2 separate regions of the Mus musculus genome follow, and region 2 is linked to region 1. Evidence: chromatin contacts called from public HiChIP or PLAC-seq data. All regions are on one chromosome and are shown on one strand. Each heading gives the region's core, a stretch centred on a gene start, on an enhancer-like site or on the middle of the called end of the contact. The rest is flanking DNA. Distances are from core to core; before and after follow the strand shown. Region 1 holds the start of Thsd7a (thrombospondin, type I, domain containing 7A). Region 2 holds the start of Bmt2 (base methyltransferase of 25S rRNA 2).

Region 1 (7,116 bases), core at 3,995-6,494:
AATCAAAGTCAGAAAAGCATTTTTTCTAAAATAAGTGCTTAGGGAAAAATTTTTGCAAAGTATCTGCAATCTTTTTGTAGTAAAAAGTCCATACCACACATGAAAATAACTTGTGAAGATTAATTAAATGGAGGGACCACCCCATGTTTATGAATCAGAAGATACATTACTACTCTTCAAATTTACCTATAGATTTGTTGCTATGTTCATTTAAATCTTCATTAGCAATTTATAGAAGTTGAAAAATACCCCTAAAATAATGTAATGTTTTTAAGACAATACAGTATTTCAGACAATACAGTATGAGCTTAAGATTCATTTTTTTTTTGTCAGAAACTAGAACCCAATCATTCCATTATGGCCACCAGACATTTGACAAAGATGGCAGGGGAATTTGATGAAAAAAGTAATAATCTTATAGAGAAATTGGATATGTTAGCTTGCCATTACTGTTATTGTGTACCTATGGCAACCAACTGAAAGGGAGAAAGACTAATTTTTCTCCACAGTTTGGGGGGGGAGTTCCCCAACTGCTTGTGAGCCTATGATGGGCTAGTGATATCCTATGATACACCTGCGTGGCAGAGCAAGGTGCTTACTCTGTGGGCCACTGGGAAACAGAAACAGAAAGTCATGGGTTTTGTAGAATAGGTCCTTAGTCTTACTACAACGAACTTGACTCAGAAAAATCTTTCCATTATTTTGATTTTCCATTATTTTTATTTTTTTCAGTTTGGTCTTTGGTGTTTTTCTGTTCCATCACTGAAGAAGAAAAATATTTATATTTCAGCTACAAAAGAGCACTTCTGATCTACAAGCTTCATTTTCTTTTCTGCTGTTTGTTAAAGGCCAAGGCTTTTAAATTATCCTTCTGTTTCAATACTATAACATCAACACAGTAGTGGTAACTGGTCAATGTTGTTGTCTTTATAAGTTATTCTATATTTCTTTTGTTTTTTCCGAGTCAGGGTGTCTCTGTGTAGCCCTAGCTGTCCTGAAACTCACTTTGTAGATCAGGCTGGCCTTGAACTTAGAAATTCGCCTGCCTCTGCCTCCCAAGTGCTGGGATTAAAAAGCATGCGCCACCACCGCCCGGCTCTATATTTCTTAAATATCAAAATCATTGCATTTGCCAGAGTGCTCAGCTCTCCAAGAACATTCTCTCTAGTCACCTCTGGTCGATTACTTAAACACACAGGTTGCTATCTTCTGCCTCACGTACTACCAGGCATCAGATACTCTATGCATCTAAGACCAACTGTGAAAAATCCATTCTCAAAGTTTGAAGGATCCAAAATAAAACCATGGTACTTTCACAAGATGCACAAAATAAGATCTCCTTTGCTTCTAAAAGACTTAGTTATTGTCTTAGTTAGGGTTTTACTGCTGTGAACAGACACCATGACAAAGATAACTCAGGTTCAGAGATTCAGTCTACTATCTTCGATGGGAGAATGGCAGTGTCCAGGCAGGAATGGTGCAGGAGCAGCTGATAATTCTACCTCTTCAGCTGAAAACCTTAGGGAGAAGATTGGCTCCCACATGGTTAGGAGGAGGGTCTCAAAGCATACCCTCGACAGTGACACATTTCATCCAATAAGGCCATACCTCCAATTAGTGTCAGGCATATTCCCTAGGCCAAGCATATTCAAGCCACCACAATTATTAATAACATGGAGAATATATAACAAAATTTTTCTGTAAAACTTTTCAATTTAGAATCTTCCCTGCTCTCACAGTATAAAACTCCAAATCAGAAAACCAGTTAGTCAACCAACCAATCACAAGCCAACATAGTACATTGTTTATAAGTAAGAAGGAATCAGAAGGAAAATTGAGGATGGATACCACTCAAAATTTAGGAGGTAAGTTGTGTAGTTACTTACCACAGAAATCAAATATGAAATGTTTGGTACTTTGTAATTTGATGGGTGTAGCAGAGAAAGATTGATGGGAAAAAGCCTAAAATAAATTTTGTTGAACACAAATCTTGGTTAAGTATGACACCTAGAGGATGCATAAATAGAATTCCTTTGAGTTTTGGTTGTTGTTGAAATTAAGTTGCTATTATGTGGAGAAATACAGCTAATATTTTTATTTCAGAATAAGCATTTTATATATTCCTCTATATAATATTTTATCAAAAATAATTTTCCCTATTGAATCACTTAATTACATTAATAAAATTATATTAAAATAAATCCTTTTCCATCAAATAAATAATTTTTATAATTGCCTTAACATATAGATTCTAATCACAGAGATTCATTATCCCATTCATGAAAAGTACTTTATATGCTTCTTTCCTAATATATAGAGATAGATAGATAGATAGATAGATAGATAGATAGATAGATAGATAGATATAGATATATTTATGAGTGTACATATCATCATATAGTAGAGTTTTGAAATGATAGCACAGAAGCAATGGACAATTAAGGTTGCCAATTAGGTTAGAATTGTGCCATTTCTAAGTAACTTACATTTATCCTCTGTTGGTTTGGAAGACTTTTATAGTCCTGGGTCATTAATACTTGAACAGTTCATGAAAAATGATGAACGACTTACTTCATGACAGGTTATACAGATGGTCAATTTAATCTTCATCCTTGAGACTTCTCTAGATTGTATTTTGCCATCATACCATTAAACATTTGTGTATTATTCATATCATTTTAGAAAACAAAGGTTGGTATTTCTTACTATCTCTGGCCATTCATCAGGTTTATTGATACAGTTTATTCAAGTGAGTAGTACTTCTTTTTTTCTCTCACCAGGATGTGTATCTGAATGTATACATCACTTTGTCTTTTCAGAGACCCAAATAATTTTGTCCTCAAGTGCAGTAATGACACTGTTATGAACAGAAATGTGGCCTTGGTGGAGTCAAATGTTCCCATGACTGAGTTCCTGTAACACTGTTTAGAGATGATTCCACTTGTTCGGAACATTTGTTCATGTGTATGTGAAGGGTGTCTGTGCGGGTCTCCTAAGCTTGGTTTACGTTTCCATTAAATATAAGAGCCAACCCAGGACAAATTTCAAACCCACAACATGCACAACATGTTATCCTTCTTGTGTGTTTTAAATGACAACAGGTGTAGATTTAGAAGTTAGCCTTGATATTAGAGTTGTCATGTTTAGTCTCTGGAATGGATAAGTAATTATTATACAATCCTGGATACATAAGAAAAATCAATTATTATTATTATTATTATTATTATTATTATTATTATTATTATTATTACTTACACTAAGATATGGAGTGTGACATCTGATGGCTTTTGGGAGGTAGGTGGTCAACTTGCAAATTAACGAATTTACCTTCTTCCACCCTCCGTATTCTGTTATACACGGAGCCTCCACCTGGTAAATTGACTTGGGGCTTATGGAGAACACTATGAATGGGCATTAATAACGCAGAATCTACAATTCCATTCACGGTTGAAGACCTTCAGGGATGAGCACTAACGACAACTGAGAAATACAAATAGAAGGGAAAGGAAGAGGCTTCCATGCAGAGTGGTATTGCATGGAGGAGCCATTTCTGAAGGACAGAACCTAGGAGGCAATGGCAGGTCTTTTTCTTCTTTGGCAGTGTGAATATTGAAGGACTTGCTCCTTCAGGGGGGTATACATTAGTTAGGACCAGCCTGCCTTTGTATCCCTATCAACCTATAATCTTTTGATCACTGCCTATTTTTCACCAGTGTAGAAACAGTAAGCCACAGTGGCTTATCGCCTCTAATCACAAGCCCAGGGCCAGGACTCTCTGAGCTTTTAATTCCCTCTTAGAGGCCTAACAGAGTGAAAAGTAAACAAAGACCAAATTTGCAACCGTGAATGCAGCTAATTTCCTCTGATGTCAGAATACTTAAACAGGCAGGACCTGGGAATTATTTGATCAAACCTGCTTTTAATCTAATGCATGCAGAAGGGTTATGTCTGGAAAGCTCAGCAAAATGACACACATCTCCAGGGAGCCTTCTGGAAGGAAGCTTTCCTCCCTAAGAAACTGTAGCTTTCTCATTTCAGACTCATGGGTTATTGGGTCCTTGGGGGTGAAGTCACTAAGAGAAGTTTTTCTGCCTTTTAAATTGTATTGTATTTGGTGTAAGACAGGCAACCAAATGACCATAGTTATCCTTAGCTTTTGGTTGCTGGGGAATTTTGGTGTTGTTGTTGTTTTGCTTTGTTTTAATTGGCTAACTGCCTTGATACTATTTAAGCGTTACAAGGAAATGAATTAATAATAAAAGACTGTTATTGTGAGTGGGGGAAAAAAGGGACAAAGCTTTATCTGACTGCACACATTCTTCTGTTAGGCCTGATCTAATAAAATAGAGAACAAAAGGTACAAGCCATGTGGTTTCTTGTTTTGGTTGTGAAAAAGCACTTAAAAGAATTAGTATTTGTCTCAGGAATGAAATTTAAGTAGAAATAGTTATTAACTGGGTGGAAGCCAACTGCTGCTACTGACTCATTTGCGGCTTAATTTTTATCCCCACCTCTGGTCCTTAGTAGTGCGTTTTCAATAGTGATGGAAGAGAAAGGAATGGAACTTTTATGCACTTCATCATTAAAACAGAATATACTGGCAGTGTTTGTACATTCTTATTCATGCAATTAGACAGCGTCGTGCACACTTTTAAGTACGAAGTCGCTTTCAAAGGCAGTTACAAGACAATGTGTTGACTTTGACACATATTAACCACGGTCACATTGTTACTGAGGATGGGCTGAAGTTAAAAAAATAACAAAAACAAAAAACAAAAAACACGGAAGTGCTCAAGTTCCTTTTGATAGTGAGCCCTGGTCTGTTCCCTATCAGGTTCATAAGTACCGCTCTTCTCATAAAGTAATTCAGAAGGCACGGCGGCTTCAGAATAAATGACCAAGGCTGATGCTTTGTGTAAATATGCAGGGAGAATAACACGCCACTAGATCAGCATTTGACTCCTTGGGTGACGATGAATTTCAATGTCAGTTATTCGTCATCCTGAAGCCTGCCCCGTGATGATGCCTTTTATTGGTGTATCCTTGTGAACATATTTCAGCGCACCATGTGCCGGGGAGTTCTCGGGGCGGGCGCGTGGGGTCTGGGTGCTGGCCCTGTGCCCTCGCTGCCCCCCGCCGGTGGTCCCCTCGGGTCCCCTTGGCTCTTCTCAGCTCTCTCTTCTCCCCTCCCTTCCCTACAGCTGGCGGCGGGGGCTGCTCCTCTCAGAGCTCTGGGCCGGCTCTGTCAGCTGGGGCCCCCTGCGGCCGGCTGTGTCCCTCGCCGCTAGGACCTGCCAGTCTGCGCGCCATGGCAGCGGCGGCAGCATCCCCGCCAGCATCCCCGCCAGCCAGCGGCGGCGGCGGTGGCGTCCACGGCCGCCGCTGATGCTATTGTTCCCTAGTGTTAGTTGCTCTTTGGCTGCTTTTCATCTGGAGCGAACAATAGAAGCAGGGAGAGCTTTGCTTTCTCTACTGGTGGAGAAGGAAAGACCGTCCCCTGCGAGAGTGGTGCGGCTCCGGAGGCTGGAGCGGCTGCGGACAGCATGGGGTTGCGAGCCGGGCGCCTGGCGTCCCCGAGCCGGGGCGTCCTGCAGCTGCTGCGGTTGCCACTGCTCTTGCTACTCCTGCTGAGCTCTGGCGCCCGCGGGGCTGCGGCGCAGGGAGACACCGAGGTGCCCACCCTCTATCTGTGGAAGACCGGTAAGTGGGACAGAGTTGTCCTTTGCTCTATCTCCAGATCTGGGACTATGATCCGGAGCGAGCTAAGGGCTCCTGAAGGAGCCTCTGTGTTTCCAACTGGTCCTGATTATGCCAGGATCCCCAGGTCAAAAGTATGATCCCTGCAAGCGAATTAGGTCATGTCCTATGCCATTAGGAAAGAACAACATAACTAAGAGGCAACAGTGAGTCACTGGGTGATTGTTTCTCTAGCCGCTCGGCAGTGAATGAGGGCAGCGCTGTACTTTCATTACAAAGTGAAGTGCTTTTAAAATCTGGGTTTCCAGTCTTAGACTTTCTAAAATGACATTCTAGCAATATACAGGTAGACAGTTCTTTTTTTTTTTTTTTTTAATGCGGTGTTTTGGCAAACACACACACACACACACACACACACACAGAGAGAGAGAGAGAGAGAGAGAGAGAGAGATTTAAATGTATTAAGCATAGCTTTGTGGTGTGTGGGACACCAGGGTCAAGCCCTGTGCAGGCAGCTCTAACAGGGAAAACTGGATAGTGCAATTTGTAACGAGTGATTCAAAGTGATCTTTTACGCCGTGGAGTGATTAACATGGAGGTTTAGAAACTTTTCTTTCCGGGAAAGAAGTCTTTTCGCTTTGTTTTTTTGACAAAACAAGAAAAGTAGCAACTCACTGCTCCTCAGACTCTCCCGGCAAAGCGCTGTAGAAGCAGAACACACAGGGAAACAACAAAACCTTAGAGCTCCAGGCTCCCCTCTCTGCTGAGGGTGGGTGGATGCTCTCCAACCACTATGGAAGACGGAATTCCTGAGCCTACCAGAAACTTCACACACTCACCGGAGACAAGTGGAGGAGCTATTCTCCTCGCTTATAGCTGAGGATGACTTGAGAGTTCCTGAGTGATGCCAAATATCAAGATAGGAACAAGATAGAAAGAAAAAGTGTCCAGATCACAGTCCAGGCAGAGTGGGTCTTCTGGCTTCAGTCCTCCGACCGACCTGCTGAGGAGGCAGATCCATTTACGCCAGAATCACACCGATGACTAAAGGTTTAAAGAAGGTTCATACATCCAAGCAACGTGGTGAGGCATTGAACAGAAAATCACTTAAAGACAAAACACCCTTTACCTTGGAGAATCGCATAATATACTAATGCACTCTTGTACACGCGCAAATACAGGCACAGATTAGTCAAAGCAAAGTCATTCTTGCGAACTTGGTAAGACTTTAAAGATCAGCTACTTAGGGGACTAAAGACAAAAGTCAAATTCGTTTGATTTTAAACAAAGAATTGAAAGTGTGTTTTATTTTTTCTATTCTAAATTTATAGTAGTTGGTAGTACTTGGAAATTTAGAAAGAGCTTCTCGGGGCAACAGAGCTGGGCTAGTTGAAATTTGTACTATCAAAGGAACATGAG
Region 2 (6,727 bases), core at 3,861-6,360, 930 kb before region 1:
GATGCATAGTATTACATGAGTTATAACACAAATTTAAAGTAGGGATTTTTCTTATATAACATTAAAATATATTTTTTAAATCTGGCAATAAAAGAAGGCCAAAATGAAGTGGACAGCACCATCAAAATGAATGAGAAATAGAATACAAATGTTTTAGGTCATTTAAAGATTTCCTATTTCCCACTCTGGTGAGCATCCCTGTACCTCACCTGGGCAACACAGTGGAGCTGGCCCTGATGACAGAGGCACAGTGAGCCAGCCCCAAGGGTGTGAGGCTGGGAGAACTGACCCAGCCCCTGGAAGGCTGCAGCACTTGGGAGAGTGGGCCCTGCACCTTAATTAGGCAGCACTGTGGGGCTGGCTCTGGTGGCATGAAAGCAGGATAGCTGACCCCCTGCCAACTGCAGCATTGAGTGAGCTAGCTGGGGCAGTGCTGGAAGTGGGGTAGGTATAGGAGAGTTGACAGGCTGATCAACTCAGTGACTGCCCAGGCCCAGATCCTGGCTTTGAGTTGGCCCACTCAAAAATCTACCTTATCTATGAGTTTCTGAAACACATAGTCTGCTCAAGATGGCTTCCTAGACAGCTCTCTATAGATAGCTCTTGGCTCTGTAGCCTGTTCATGGTAGCTTTCTGCTGGGAAAAAAAAAAAAAATCTAAAAGCTCTCTGAAGAGCTCATGGGTTTTTTTTTGACAAAAATCAGAAAACCTGCTGTAAAAAATTCTTGGATTTTCTAGAAAATAAATTCTAAAAGAGCTGTGTTCACTCTTCAAGTCGTTCTCTCTAGGTAGCTGCTAGAAAAAAAAAATTCTTTAAAAAGGAATGAAAAATTCTAAAACAGTTGTATTCACCCTCCATGAATTTTATGACCAAAATCAGAAACCCTGTTAGAAAATATTCTAAAATAGCTGTGTTTGCTTTCCAAGCAGTTCTCTCTGGGTAGCAGCTAGAAAAAAAAAAAATTCTAAAAAAGAACTTCCGTGGCTCTCTGCTAGTTCATCTCATGCAGAACAAAAGCAGAGTCTTCTACTCACAAATCAGTTCAATCATTTACTCCAAGTTCCCTTTCAATTATCCCACGAATTATCATTTTGTGAATTTAGCCCCTGGATTCTTAGAAGACAAAAAGTACATTTTTTTTTTTAACATGGCAAAAGAATTCAGAGATCTGCCTCCCTTTGTAAGCACAAACAATAAACGTAGCTGGGTGAGATCTTGCTCTGCCATTACCACTCTGCAAATCTCTTTATTTCTTTCCTTAATATCTTTCTGAGAAGCTGGCTCATAGTGCAGCTGCCTTTGTTCTTCTAGGTCTGTGAAGCCCCTCATATAGTTTATATTACATCCTTATATTTTTGCATAGTTGAGGAATCTTACACACACACACACACACACACACACACACATAACTAATGCTTTCAGAGTTCTTTCCCACAGCCCTAAGGCCCTGAAAGTCACAGCATTTACCATTTGCTAAGGGCATTACAGACACACTCACTCCTGGACTTGACCCTTTCCCATGACCATGCAATAGGGTATGCTTGTTTGAAATGTCACTAAATCTACACGGTACAACAAATGCTTTTCTTCATCAATCAGAACATTTATTTCAATTAGATAGAAAACCTGTTAATATTCCTTTTCTACCATAGCAGATGTACAGCTTGGCCCAGTATTACCAATTAGGCTGGAAAAAGGTAGTTGTAAACTTCCTTCATAGTGTGATCTAAGGCCATTTGCTATGTTCTGTTAAGAAAACTCAGTTTTGTTTTTTTCCAGGATATATAAGCCAAGGCTCAATCTGAATTCATACAAATTTTAAATAGAACTTAATATTTAATCTCCAGTTCTTAAGTTTCTTTTCAAGAAAGTCAGAAGTAAAAAAAAATTATTTTTTTCAATTTTCTTGGAAAATGATTGCTTATTATAACTAAGTTCCTCTTATATTAATATGTTACACAAAATATTATGATAAACAGAATAACTACTTAAGAAACAGCAAGAAGTTTCCACATACTTTTAAAATAGGAAGTTTTAAAAGATTCCTATGTATAATCAGCAAATAGTAGTACTTATATTTGGTAATAGTGCAGGAAAATAAATATCCATCTTCACTGCCAGAAGTGACATAAAGTCCTAGCCCATGTTGAAAGGGTGTTTTGACAACAGATATCAAAAGCTTAATAGGCATGACCTTTTGAATTAGAAATTTCACTTTAATGGAATATATATATATATATATATATATATATAGAGAGAGAGAGAGAGAGAGAGAGAGAGAGAGAGAGAAATTAAAAACAATGCAAAGGTATTAATCACATGTAATGTGATTTGTATTTCAGAAAAGTGGGTACAACATAAACGTGATGTGACTAGGGGTTAACTAATAAAATAGTAGATTATTCATAAAATAGATGACCACATATCCATTTGAGAAACATCCCATTTGAAGTTAATGCATACATGCAAAGGAAAAAAATGTTGTTTCATCTCACTGGTAAAATTCTAAGTAGTTTGTGCTTGTTTAATCCTTTCGCTATTTCTCAAATTCCCTTCAATGTTTTTAACCTTTTAAAACAGTGGATCTCAACCTTATGGGTTTCGACTATTTGGGACCTAATCATCCTTTTATGGGGGTTACCTAAGACCACTGTAACACAGATATTTATATTACAATTCATAACAGTAGCAAAATTATGAAGTAGCAATGAAAACAATTTTATGGTTGGAAGCCACCACAACACTAGGAGCTAAGTTAGAAGGTTCCAACATTAGGAAGGTTAAGAACCACTGTTTTCAAAGGTCTTGAAAGTCCATCTGCAAGTAGTATGAAGTAAAGTGTGAAAAGAAAAAAACTAAGAAACAAACAAACTCTGGACTGAAGAGATAGTTCAGCAGAGACTCCAAATTGAGTTCTAGCTTCTATGATGACTCACAGCTACATATACCTAACTCCAGCTGTAGTAACCCAATTCACTCTTCTGCCCCCAGAGGACATAGCATTTGCACAAACACATTCACACATAAGTAAATATTTTAAAAATTAAATAAAAATACACTATAAGACTTATTTTCCTAGATGGAAGTGTGAAACATTCATATTAAACAAATAAATACCTAATATTCACTACAAATGACATGTGTACCTAACTTTGCTGTGAATTATGATGTAGCTTTCAAATATTTTCAACATCATTTGCTTTTAATATTTGTGTGTGTTGGGGGAAGGAACCCAAGTTCTTCTTTTCTTCCCATGTAAGGCCACAATGCCTGCTGGTTCCTTGCTAGTTCTTGTAAGGTCACTTCACGATTACAGTTCTTCTGAAGTTTGTTTATTTTGGCCTGTGTCTAATCTACTTCTTCACAGTGATATTTCTGCTCCTGTGGTCTGGAAAGCATGTATAATGTTTTGTTGGTCAGAATCATCTTAACCAGGAAGTATCATGAAATAGTTACTGTATAAACACAACATGACCACTCCATTCCATGTTTGAGGGGAAGGTTTGTATGGTAGATAGAAAGAAGAGAACAAGCAGAGGTATCTGGAAGAATCCAGAGCAGAGAGAAGGGACAGCAAACTATACCTGAGCAAGAAAGAGCAGGAGCAGAGTAGAGAGTAATAGAAGGAAGGAGTGGGGGAAGGGGGTGAGGGGGAGGAGTGAAAGGAAGACCAAGAGAGGACCAAGAGAGGGCAGAAGAGAGGACCAAGAACACACATAGCTGAAATAGTAAGGGTTATAAGGAGAATGAGATGTTAGAAGAAAGGAAGCTATGGACATTAACTGTGTAACAGGCATTTGTGATGTGAGAGAGCCTGGAGGCCAGCATGCACTTCGCTATGCTGTTAGGTTCCACAGATAACAAATTATCCCTTCTGAGAATGGTAAAAGAAATGGCTCCCTTTAGCAGAAAGGAATCAGCTTCAACAATTCCTGAGGAATGTGGCTTTTTGTCTAACCCCCAGAATTTGTGGAAACAGCGTTTCCTTTGGACCCAACAGTGACATAAAGAGAATGTTACTAATATTACCAAGACATTGATCTGAAAGTTTCAATGCAACAATGTCTATACAATGTCTATACAATGTGATGTAACCAATAGCTGTAAAGTGCACAATCAGATACAAGTCATTCCCAGGTCTGCCTGATGCACTACCAGCAGCCTAGGTAAGTACTAGTACAGAGCGAATGCAGTCTCTTTTTGGAGATTGGGCTTCCATCTTTCTTAAACAAGTCGGCAATCACATACCCTTAATAGTGTTACACACAAATGAAAGAAGTTGGAAAGGGGGAGCCATTTACTGAATTTTGCATGGACTAGTGGACTAACTGTCCAAAATATGAGAGACCACCTGAGCAGACTTTTCTGTGGGTTCTGAGATGACCTACAATCAATGCAAGTTTTCCAGTAACCCATTCTTATGGTCATTACAGAAGTTCTACAGGGAGACAATATGGCCTTTTGGTGTTTTAACTTGTCCCACACCTCCTACTATTTTTTTTTTTTTTTATCTTTCTTTCCCGCAATTCATTGTCTTTCGTGTAGCAGCAGTATGCCAAGCATTAACCTGGGTTAGCTAAGAGAATTACATCGGGATTTGGTAGTTTGACCTCTCCTTGACCCCGATGAAGGCTTTCAAGTTTGGACTCCTTGAAATGTAAAACCCTGCGTAGCAGCCAAGTCTTCAAAGGGTATTTAGCTGAAGGGAATTGTAGAGGTGCAACAGGGTGCAGAGGGAACTCAGGTGGACGACCGCGTCCTGTGGCAGCATCACCCAAACTCCCAGCGGCCTAGGAAGTTGGGAGACGTGCCAAAGCTGGACCATACAATGAAGCTCAAACTAGGCAAATAACTCTGGGGCGCAAGCGCACCCCATACCACAGGCCTCCTCCCCTAGGCAGCCCCGGCTCCTCCGCACAGCATCCGGGGCGTGGCCTGGCGAGGAGCCCAGTGCTTTCTCCGCCTCCTTCAGCTGCTCCTTCCCAAACAACCCGGTGCGCCGCCGCTGCCCTTTGCCCATTGGTCCGCGGCCCTTTCCATTTCCACCCAGCCCTCCGCAGTTCACCAATCACCTTGCGCTATTGGGAAGACACCGCCCCCGAGGCCTTAGCTGTGGCTCCTCGGCCTCCTCCGGTTGCTGCCTCTGCTGCTGCCTCCTCTTCCCCACCTCCTCCGTCCGGGGAGAGACCGCGGGGCCCGAGGGGCGGCGGCGGCAGCGGCAGCGGCGGCGGCGGCAGCGCTATGGAGCCGGGGCCGGGTGGCCGAGGCGCAGCGCGCGGACAGCGGCCCCCGAACGCCGCGCAGCCCCGGGAGCAGGAGCGGAAGCTGGAGCAGGAGAAGCTGTCCGGGGTGGTGAAGAGCGTTCATCGGCGGCTCCGCAAGAAGTACCGCGAAGGTAAACAGGCATCGGGGGAGGGGAGGCGCGTCCCCCGGCTGGGTCAGCTCTTTTCAGCCCCACAGGCCACCATTGACACACACGGGGGCGGCACGTCTGCCCAGGCCGCGATCGGCCGGCCGGCCTCCTGCGGTCGGCTCCCGGAGCCCTAATGGGCAGTCGCCACCCGCCTAGGCCCTGTCCCCAGCGGTGGGCTGAGACCACTGTCACCGAGCCGCCGCTCAGAGGGAGGGAGGGGCTTTCAGGTAAGACCCGAAGAGGGGTGGGGGTGGGGGTGACTCCACCGAGAGACTGGCAGGAGCGAAGCTGCCCCTCGCTCTTCTGCGCTGGACCAGCCTGTTGTTCAGCCCGCTTGGCAACAGCCCCTCTTCCTCTTCGCTCCTTGGCAAGGCCGTGCCGAGGCCTCCCCTGCCTGGGCATCCAGGGCTGCGAAGTCAGCAGGCCCAGCGGAGGATCTCAAGGTGCTTCGCCTGCCGTGTTTCACTGGGGAGAGGGTGGCAGGTAGCTCCCCTCCACCGCAGCTCCATCTTCAAGTTTGTGGAGACAGTCCAGGAAGAGATCTGGGGCAGGTTCTTAAGAGACTGTGCAGGTTTGAAGAGTCTCTAAGCACAGAGACTCTGAAAGATGCCGGTGCCTTCGAAGCTGGCCAGAGGTGCAGACCCCGCTCTTCCATGGGGGCAGCTTTTCGTCTGGCGCATATGCCGGAACAGTGTCTATAGTTGAATTTTATGAATTATCCTGGCATTTTGTAAATGGGGGCTCTCAAACAAAGCAACTTTATAAGATTCGGAAGGTGACACTTTGCATTATTCTTCATGTGTTCAGGAAAAAAATTCTCATAAAGTGTTAAAATGGGCTACTTTCAGCAGATTTTTCTTTAGCTTAATTGCAAAATGAAAACTCAGCAGCGTTCTAATGTCAGTCTTTTAACTAGTTAATAATTTAGGTTAAAAGAGAAATTATGACAGTGAAGGAACAAAGACTTGTGAGATCATGTCACTTTTCAGTTATGCACACTTTTCAATTACTCTGAAAGTTCAGTCAAGTCTATCTTCCTTTGAGTGTCGTTGATGCATTTTATTCTTAACACTATTCAAAGTTCTTTCCTTGACAACTTAGCCCTGGCTTTTAATAGAGGCCATTTGATATCCCCAAAGATGGCTAATAGCTATTGTTTGATAGGTACTAATAGAAGAACCTTGGCAAGCATATTAAGGTATTGAATTTTTTTTTATTGAAGATACTTTAATTCCCAACCTCAATTCAATAAAATGAGTGGTTACCATAGCAACAGTTGCATCATTCTTGATAGTCACAAAATGCACTTACAT

Evidence for each region. HiChIP or PLAC-seq counts read pairs in DNA pulled down with a chosen protein or histone mark.
Region 2: an H3K4me3 HiChIP or PLAC-seq map of embryonic stem cells shows a contact between it and region 1, with 8 read pairs. The contact joins the promoter of Bmt2 here to the promoter of Thsd7a in region 1. A contact is called at or near these places in 3 of 115 datasets of contacts at active chromatin or transcription factors (the NIH/3T3 cell line, astrocytes and embryonic stem cells).

Annotation. Positions count from the first base shown.
Region 1 is chr6:12,747,381-12,754,496 of GRCm38.p6, reverse strand. Thsd7a (thrombospondin, type I, domain containing 7A) reads left to right here and starts at 5,244. Exons shown (of 28, transcript NM_001164805.1): 1 at 5,244-5,700. The coding sequence starts at 5,544.
Region 2 is chr6:13,676,349-13,683,075 of GRCm38.p6, reverse strand. Bmt2 (base methyltransferase of 25S rRNA 2) reads left to right here and starts at 5,110. Exons shown (of 5, transcript NM_175312.4): 1 at 5,110-5,396. The coding sequence starts at 5,243.